3 separate regions of the Mus musculus genome follow, and all the other regions are linked to region 1. A link is a contact called in public HiChIP or PLAC-seq and promoter capture Hi-C data. All regions are on one chromosome and are shown on one strand. The core of a region is the stretch at or near the end of the contact, and the rest is flanking DNA. Distances in the headings are between cores, read along the strand shown. Region 1 holds the start of Grem2 (gremlin 2, DAN family BMP antagonist). Region 2 holds the start of Rgs7 (regulator of G protein signaling 7). Region 3 holds the start of Exo1 (exonuclease 1).

Region 1 (2,700 bases), core at 167-2,666:
GAAGAGAGGCCTTCACCCCATCTTCCAGCTCTGCTTGGTGTTATCTTCAGCAGCTGCTTATTACTCTGTCCTTTCCCCTGAGGAATCTGGGATGTCTCGGCTGACTCTGGGTTGGCCCCTTCTGAGTAACTGCTTTGTAGTTCCACATTGTTGGAATGGATTTAAATATGAAAAGAAAGCAGGCAAGATGTTTGTTAGCAGCAAATTGTAAAATATATATATATATATTATTCTCTATGATTTTGAACTTAGGTGCGCTGTGAGTTGGCTGAAGCCAGAGTGTCGGGTTTTAATAAGGCATGCAAAATAGGATAATTCTGGGAAAGAAACCATCAAGGCAAAAATCAAAATGGAGTTCTGTGGTTTCAGAAGCAACAGCTTTTGCCAAGAAAACCAATAAAATATACTGAGGAAAGACCATAGTAGGCTGTTTTTTAAAAAAATAAGGTGAAATCTTATTTTCTTTGAAATTTCCCAGCTCAGTAACTAAGGTCTCAGGATTTTCTTAGGCCATTTCTTCATTGATGGGATCAAAGGTTTACCTCTGTGCATGTATACAGATGATGAGTTTACACTCAGGTGCCTTTGTCAGTTGAGACTCATGGAGGTTCAGTGCTGAAGAGGCCAATGGAAACCAAAAATCCCCCAGAGAAAAAGCCAGCATCCAGCGAACATCACAGTGAAGTGATCTATCCTGTCCAGACCAAGTGTGCGAACATTGGTCTATATTCTCTGGATGCTGAATAACCTGATTCGTATTGGAAATCTCTGTGTTCAAAATATCGGGAAAATATAAGGATATGTGGAAAAGAAAATAAATCTAAACGTTGGATACTTTGCGCTGAATTCATTCAAGACTTTAATCATTAATTAAACTCATTTTTGGCCATGGGATCAGCTTGCCTTCAATTTCACCCGCCTCAGTCATTAAAAACAAAAGGAACCTAGCTTTATGTGCATGTGCACACACATGTGTGCTTGTACGTGTGTGTGTGTGTGTGTGTGTGTGTGTGTGTGTGTGTGTGTGTGTGTGTGTGTGTGTGTGTGTGTGTGTTTCTATACTCTTGACATTTTGAGTCCACCCTAAAGAGAATGATCTGAAGGCGTGAATGGGGTTTGCGGGTAAAGAGGCTGGTGGATTTCTCTACATGACAAGGTTTGGATTGGAAGTCTGCTAAACAAAATGTTAAGAGCTGCCCACAAGGTTGTAAATCCACAGTCTGCAAAGAGGAAGGGAGAAATACAGAGAGCGACTGGGGTGTGTGTGTGTGTGTGAAGTATTTGTGGGTTAGATGAGAAGCGAGGGCTGAGTGAAGCCCGAGAAGGAGGGGTGACTGGTGTGATTTGTTTGGTGTTCTGAGCCAATAGAAACTCCAGCCTGTGATAATATCCCCATGCAGCGCCTAGAGGACTCAGTGCTGTCTCCAGCTCCTTCCACATCTGCAGGCGCGGCTGGGACGCGCTCCGCCCTCTGTGCGCTCCACTGGGCTCCGCTCGCTCCGCACACCCTCGCTGCTTCCCAGGCCTCCTGCAGAACCAGGCTGCGGCTGCCCCCGACGATACGGCGCACAGCCCGCTGTGGATCCTGTCATTCACAGAGAGGAGAGGGACAGGGAGACACACAAGGGAACCGAGGAGGAGGCTTCCATCTCGTCATTGCAGGTATGCGGCTTGTCACAACCTATCTGACTGCGCACAGGTTTCTATCTTCTGCCTTTCTAAGGCACCTAGGGTAGATTCACGTCTGTCCGCGGGGCTGGCTGGTTCGCAGAGAAGTGCCGAGTGAATGCCCCCTGAGTTACACTGCTTTCATGTGGCTGGGGCCACCAGGTGGATTCACCTATTGGATTCTGCGTAGGTGGAAAGCCCAGACCTTTAAACTTCACAGCGATCTTTAAATTAACTAATTAAATAAATAACACCAGTATCTGCACATTGTAGTGAGGGTTCCCCTTGGTGACCCGCATTCTAATGATGACCCAACATGTAATTGTTTAGAAAGCAGGTTTTGAATATAGTCAGCCTACCTAATATGTTAATGTGTTCCCTGTAGGATCAGGAAGCCACAGAGGATTTGGGCATGGTCTTGATTTCCTAAGCATGTACCAAAGTGGATACAGCCTCATGGCTGAAATATCACTATGTATTTAGGCTGTGTCTGAAGGAGAGAAGGAAAGAAGGGAGACAGCAAGTAAAAAACAAAAAACAAAAAATGCAGTTGTCATAGTCTTACCTTCACTGATCAATTAATGATACATTTGTCTTTCAGCACCCCTGACAGGATGAGTTCTAAACTCTCTCAAATTAGGTTAAAAGCATACGAATTGATCCCAGTACTCAAGAGGCTGAGGCAGGAGGATTGTGAGTTCCAGGCCAGCCTGGGCTACATAATTAAAACTATGAACTGAAAAACTTTGTACAAAATATAAACATTTCCAGGCAATGAAATGTGTAGTTCGTAGTTTTGTTTAATCGTCCAAGGTATAGATTTCTCTGTGTTTATTTTTGAGGTGAAAGGTAAGGGGGGGGCGATAAAATAGCTATTTTCCTGGGAATTTGCCATGTTTGATTCACAATTTTGAAGCTGGTTATGTAATTTTTCCCCCATGTTGATTACTTATGATTCAATTAACATTGCTTAATCAGTTCCATCTTCCTGGAAAAGCCAACGGGACTGAGTGAGTAATTGTGATAAAGGAC
Region 2 (2,700 bases), core at 100-2,599, 570 kb before region 1:
GGAAATTGATGGAAAGTAGGGAGAGAAGTCAGACATGGCTGTGGGTAACCTGGCCTGGGAACGTGATCCTGTAGTATTTAGAACATGGGTACGGATAGATAAATGCTACTTTGAATGACACCTGAAAGAGCCTGGGTGAGGCTGGAAACGTGACTGGTACCCACAGATATTTGGATAGCAGTTATATTAAGGTTTACCCTGCTTGGAGAAGCAGCCACAGATGGCACTGGATAGCCAATTCTGGTGCCACCGGTTTGTAATCCCAGCTGTTTGGAAGGCTGAGGCAGGAGAATGTTGAATTTAAGGTCTGTTTGGGCTAAACTGAGTTTAAGACCAGCCTGGTTGGACGCTGTCTCAAAAGTGAAAAACAAACAAACAAACAAACAAACAAACGAAGGTGCTGGTAGAGAGGGTTGTGAATGGGATGCAGCTCATTGGCAGGGGCCTTAGGTTTAGTCCGCCTACACACACAAATCACACTGGCTAAATCGTCTTTATCCTCAGTCCTATAGAGGAAGCCTTCTCAGATGTTCAGATTCCCACAACTTCCTAATGTCCCAGAAAGCTGGGTACATTTCACGAGGACAAAAACTTTTTTCTTTAATGTCTTCCCAGTCCTTGAAAAATTAGTGCCGGAAACCTGAAGAATTTCTGGGGTTCGGGGTATCAGCAACCCCAGACCCTTTGTGATTCTGTGAACCCCAGTAGAGGACAAGGACTAAAGACAAGTTTCTCTGAGCCCAGTAGGTTAGACCAGCCAGACATCAGCCATGGGCCTTCAATGTCACAGGTGGTGAGATTGTTCGCTTTTGGTAGAGGCCTCCAAATTCCTTCCCGGTATTTCCAACTTAATAGGAGGCAGTGAAAGTCATGGGCAAACAGGCTGGAGTGAGGAAGGGGGCCTGCCAATGAGTCATTTGGTCCTGGCCATTGCTTTCACTTCTGGGATATTCCAGCATCTCTCTGGGCTGTTACTTAAGCATAAGGATTATCAATCATTTGCTTCCCTAGTTCTGCCAGCAGGGTCGCCAGGAGCGCGATGCAGACCTGCCAGCCGCAGGGGGCCTTATCCATTCATCCATTTACCCACTCACCCACCCTTTCACCCACCTACCCATCCACCCACCCTCCGCCAAGCCCTTCCTCCTGCTTAGCTCAGTTTGGCTCTCCAGGCCTGCGGCGGCGCGTGGGCTTGCCAGCGCGGGGGACAGGGCCTGTGCTCCCGAGGGGTTGCGGGGTCGGGAGGCCGGGGACACCCAGGGGTGTGGCGGCGGCGAAGCCGAGCCCGTCCGAGCCGGCACCTTCGGGCGTCCCTGTCCCACGTGACTGTCGCCTCCTCCCTCCTCCCAGTCGCGCGCGCACGGGCCAGGCGTCTCGACTCCCGCGCGCGCTCGACTGGTCCCAGTCCCCGGGAGGAGAAGCGGAGGAGGGAACGAGCGAGGCGGCCCGGGGGAGCGGGCGCGAGCGGCGGCTGCCGGGGCCGCCTGTGCACCGCGGCGAGGGTGGCGGTGGCCTGAGCAGCGCGAGTGTGATGAGGCTGCCCTGCCTCGCAGCTCCGCTCGCAGCCAGCTGACAGCGCCTGCCCTCAGCACACCCGGAGGGGAGCCGCGGGGCCGTGACCTTGGCCGAGGAGGTAACCGGAGGGAGCGGAAGGGGAGGAGGCGGCGCCACCTGGAGTCCCCGGGACCCCTGGTCCCGCACCCGGTCCTCGCCCTGCGACGACGGGAGTCACGGTCCCCAATGAGTGGCGCGCCCGGCCGGCCGGGCTGGGGCGCTGCGCACGCCGCGGTCCACGGTGCTGAAACTGCTGCCCGGTGTGGCCAGTGCCTGGATGAGGGGCAAGGCTGCCTGCCATTTGCTGCCTCCGAGAGCAAGGGCCGAGCAGGATGAGCTGGGACCCAGATTTCTCTGCTCTTCTGGCTGATTGTTCCAGGCTTGTGCAGTTAGCTTGCTCTCGGAGGTGAGCCAGGTGATTGCTCAAGGCTTGACTTCCCATCAGCCTTGGGTTGCTTGGACCTAATTTGGAAGCTTTCTTCCAAAGATTAGTCAGGATCAGGTCCAGACTTAGCGCACCGAGGTGGGAGCACAGAGGAGCCATGGGCTGGCAGTGAAAGCAGGTGAAAGTGGAAAAGCCTATGTATGCCCAGGCTGTGTGGGGAGCCCAAGAAATGGAGAACAAACATGTGCCTGAAAAGAACACTTGTGGGGAAGGGGCCTCTGTCGCGCCTGCCATGGGAAACTAGCTGGCTACTAGGAGAAAGTGGGCTGCAGCGGGTGTTGGCTTTCTGCCCTTTGGGGAGAACCGCATCAAGTGGAGCAGCAAGTATCCAGGGAGAACAGTGGGTATTAGGGAAGTGCCAACCATGGGGTTTTTAAGTAAGTACCTAATACTTTTAAAAAGAGAGTATTCACAAAATGAAGTCCACAAAAACCTTAGCTAGCTGACTATTTCGAACTGGAAGGTTGTCTGTTGAGATTTCCTGGGGCTACTACAGATGTAAACTTCTGCCTTTGTATTTCTTTAAAAAAGAAAAACTCCATGTCTGGTGTTCTCCTCATCCCAGAAATGAAAGAATTCTTCCCGTGGTTTGGGTACTGTGAACATGAAGGTGTGTGTGTGTGTGTGTGTGTGTGTGTGTGTGTGTGTGTGTGTTGGCGGATGTCTGTTCCCCCCAGGACTACCAGGCTCTCACTAGAGGC
Region 3 (2,700 bases), core at 158-2,657, 960 kb before region 1:
TGCTTGCCACTTCCCAATACAGTATTACCATCTAAGATCAGGTATTTGTATTAGGGAGTGTGTGCATGTAATGAGTGTGTGGGTACATCCATGCAGAGCCCAGAGCAAGGCATTGGGTGTCTTCCTCTATTGCTACCTGTCTATCACCTTGAGGCAGGGTGTTACGGAACCAACTAGGCCCAATGAGGTCTTGGGATCTGCCACCTCTGCCTCCCAATCTCTGCAGTTACCAGCAGGCTCAGGCACAGGGGGTTTTAATGGGGAGGGGGCTGGGGGGAGGATTCTAACTTAGGTCCTCATGGTTGCAAGAGCAAAGGCTATTACCCTCTGCAACTATTCTTTCTGTGTATGATGCATGCGTGATGGAGTTTGAATCGGAGGATGTGAAAGGCAGTCCACCTTGTTTGTTTGAGCTGCGTCCACCAGGCTAGTTAGGTCTTAGGCTGAGCTCTCTGGGATTTTCCACTCTTACCTTCCCCTCTCTCAGCAGTGAGGTCACAGGGACAGGCACCTGATTCAACAGACCTAAGATCATGTTCTTAAAGACTATGGGATAAGCCAGAGGTGCCCTGTTGACACCACAGGAAAGTGGCCATGCCCTTAGCTAGCAGCCCTGACACTTGAGAGATTCATTTACCTTTAAGGTCATGCCCATTAACTATGAATCCCTAAAGGGGGGCATGAACCCGTAATTTTAAACATCAGCCAATTTGGGTGCAGGTGGGTCTGTGTAAAACGAGTCCACTACGTTTAAAAGACAACGTCTCTAAAACATGATTTCGTGCATGCTGGGGGGGGGGGGGGTTGGGGTGGGGGAGGGACATAATTACATTTCGTGAAATTTCCTTAAGTTTCTTTCTTCTAGGCCAACTAAATCTCGAATAAATATTTCCTCTTTAGTATAGAAGTGACTGAGTGCCATGTGGCGCATCAACACCAGAAGGTCGCCGGTGGTACCCGAGGTAACAGCAGCAGCGGCTTCACCTTAGTCCCGTCTCCCGAACGAACAGGCATAGCACACAAGTCCATTCCAGGCGCCGTGGCTCCTCAAACCTGCACAGGAGAGAGCATATACAAAGGGAATTCATCGCTAGGTACGAGTGTTGGTAAGGACACACGTCAGCCCGCCTCTGCGGAAAGCGGGAGACCCGGAGGCCGAGGCAGTCGCCTGCAGGCGCTCCACGCTCCCGCTCACTTCCCGGAGATCCGGGTTTCGCGCCGAGGGGCAGAAGGCACGTGGATCAGAGTCATGGGGACCCCACTTTCCTCCACACGGCCCGCTGCTCCAGTGACCGCCCGGCCGCCCGCATAGGGGCTCGCTCGCTCACCTGGGGTTCAGAACGGCGGCGAGCGGCTGCTGCAAGCGCAGCCATGGACCTTTCGATTTGCGCGGGATCGGGAAGCCCCGCCCAGCGGACATGACGTCCCTGGGCGTCCTGAGCCGCAGCCTCCACCTCCCGCTTTCTATGACCCGACTTTCCTCTTAGCCGAGTCCTGAGCCCTTCCTTGCAAGGTAGGAAGTCCGCCGCCAATGGCCAATGCCATCTCGAACTCGGCGACGCTAGAAGCGAAAAGTCGGCTTGTTTGTGAGAGAAGTGGGGTGGTGGTAAGGGAGGGGGCAAGAGAAACTCTAGGCCCGGAAGTTGCGCTCTCGCCGGTGCTGCTGGGAGTTGTAGTTCTCCCTTGACCAAGCCACTGGATCCAGGTACATGCGTGCTAAAGAACTCCCAACTTGGAGTCAAACATATTTTGTTATTTTAAACCCGGAAAAGGAGCCCAGTTCATAGTTGCTTAATTCCAGGCCAACACCACAGTCTTTCGTCTCCGAAACATCCTCACCTCTATGCAAATTGAAGTTTTGTACAAAGCTTTCATGTTGCTATAGTTTGATTATAGTCTGCGCTTACCCACTTTATTCATTATATGGCTTTATCCCTGATACGAGTTGGGAAAATGTTATCCTTATAACTAAGAAACAAAATGGCCCAATGGTTCAAGTTATTAAACCCTGTATATTGTTGGTTGTATTGGGTCACATTTCCTAGTGTTATCAAGGAAAGAAAACCCCTCTAGTTTCTCTTCTTAATGGACTTTTAAAAACTTACTAATTTTAGAAGTCACACAGCCGGACTGTACATAATTTAGTCTCTTACTGTCTTTGCCCCAGCAGACTCCTCTGACTGAAGCTATCTAAGTGTGAAATTGAAAGACTCCGAGAGGAGCCCCTCGCTCAGGCCTCAGGACAATAGCGGACACCCAAGAACTCATGAGAGACCAAGCTTGATGCAAACCACATGAGGCTTTATTCGGGGAAAGCTAGAGCTCTGGGGACGACTCACATCCCACGCAGGAGTAGAGGAGTCGACCCTGAGGGGAAAGGGGTCTCAGTTTTTATAGGCCCTGGGGGGAAGGAGAAGGGGGGAGTAGGGGATTTCCAGATCTAAACAATGTCTATTCTCAAGAAATGGGTATGGGAGGGGTACAAGGAAAGAGTCTGGTGCAGGTGTAGCAACTCCGGATTGGCTGGGCTGTGGTTGCTGGGGAGATTTTCTGACTCTCCCAGCAACCAATATCACAAACACCTGGCAGTGAGGTGCAGCAGTGGGCACACACATGGGTTCAAGGAATGGTCAAAACATTGGCAGACACACAGGTTCAAGGAGTGGCCAGAGCATTGTGCACCTCTATTTTTTCTAAATC

What was found. HiChIP or PLAC-seq counts read pairs in DNA pulled down with a chosen protein or histone mark. Capture Hi-C pulls out chosen DNA fragments and counts their contacts.
Region 2: a promoter capture Hi-C map of liver shows a contact between it and region 1, with 2.4 times the contacts expected there. The contact joins the promoter of Rgs7 here to the promoter of Grem2 in region 1. A contact is called at or near these places in 5 of 39 promoter capture datasets (embryonic stem cells, hippocampal neurons, liver and 2 more) and 1 of 9 other capture datasets (liver).
Region 3: a contact with region 1 is called in an H3K27ac HiChIP or PLAC-seq map of trophoblast stem cells, with 6 times the contacts expected there. The contact joins the promoter of Exo1 here to the promoter of Grem2 in region 1. A contact is called at or near these places in 8 of 39 promoter capture datasets (the 3T3-L1 cell line, 3T3-L1-derived adipocytes, frontonasal cranial neural crest and 4 more) and 1 of 115 datasets of contacts at active chromatin or transcription factors (trophoblast stem cells).

The regions. Positions count from the first base shown.
Region 1 is chr1:174,920,535-174,923,234 of GRCm38.p6, reverse strand. Grem2 (gremlin 2, DAN family BMP antagonist) reads left to right here and starts at 1,416. Exons shown (of 2, transcript NM_011825.1): 1 at 1,416-1,662.
Region 2 is chr1:175,491,194-175,493,893 of GRCm38.p6, reverse strand. It overlaps Rgs7 (regulator of G protein signaling 7), which reads left to right and starts at 1,349. Exons shown (of 18, transcript NM_001347195.1): 1 at 1,349-1,633.
Region 3 is chr1:175,879,485-175,882,184 of GRCm38.p6, reverse strand. It overlaps Exo1 (exonuclease 1), which reads right to left and starts at 1,407. Exons shown (of 15, transcript NM_012012.4): 1 at 1,329-1,407; 2 at 985-1,053. Gm36360 (a long non-coding RNA gene) reads left to right here and starts at 1,430. Exons shown (of 3, transcript XR_373723.2): 1 at 1,430-1,513.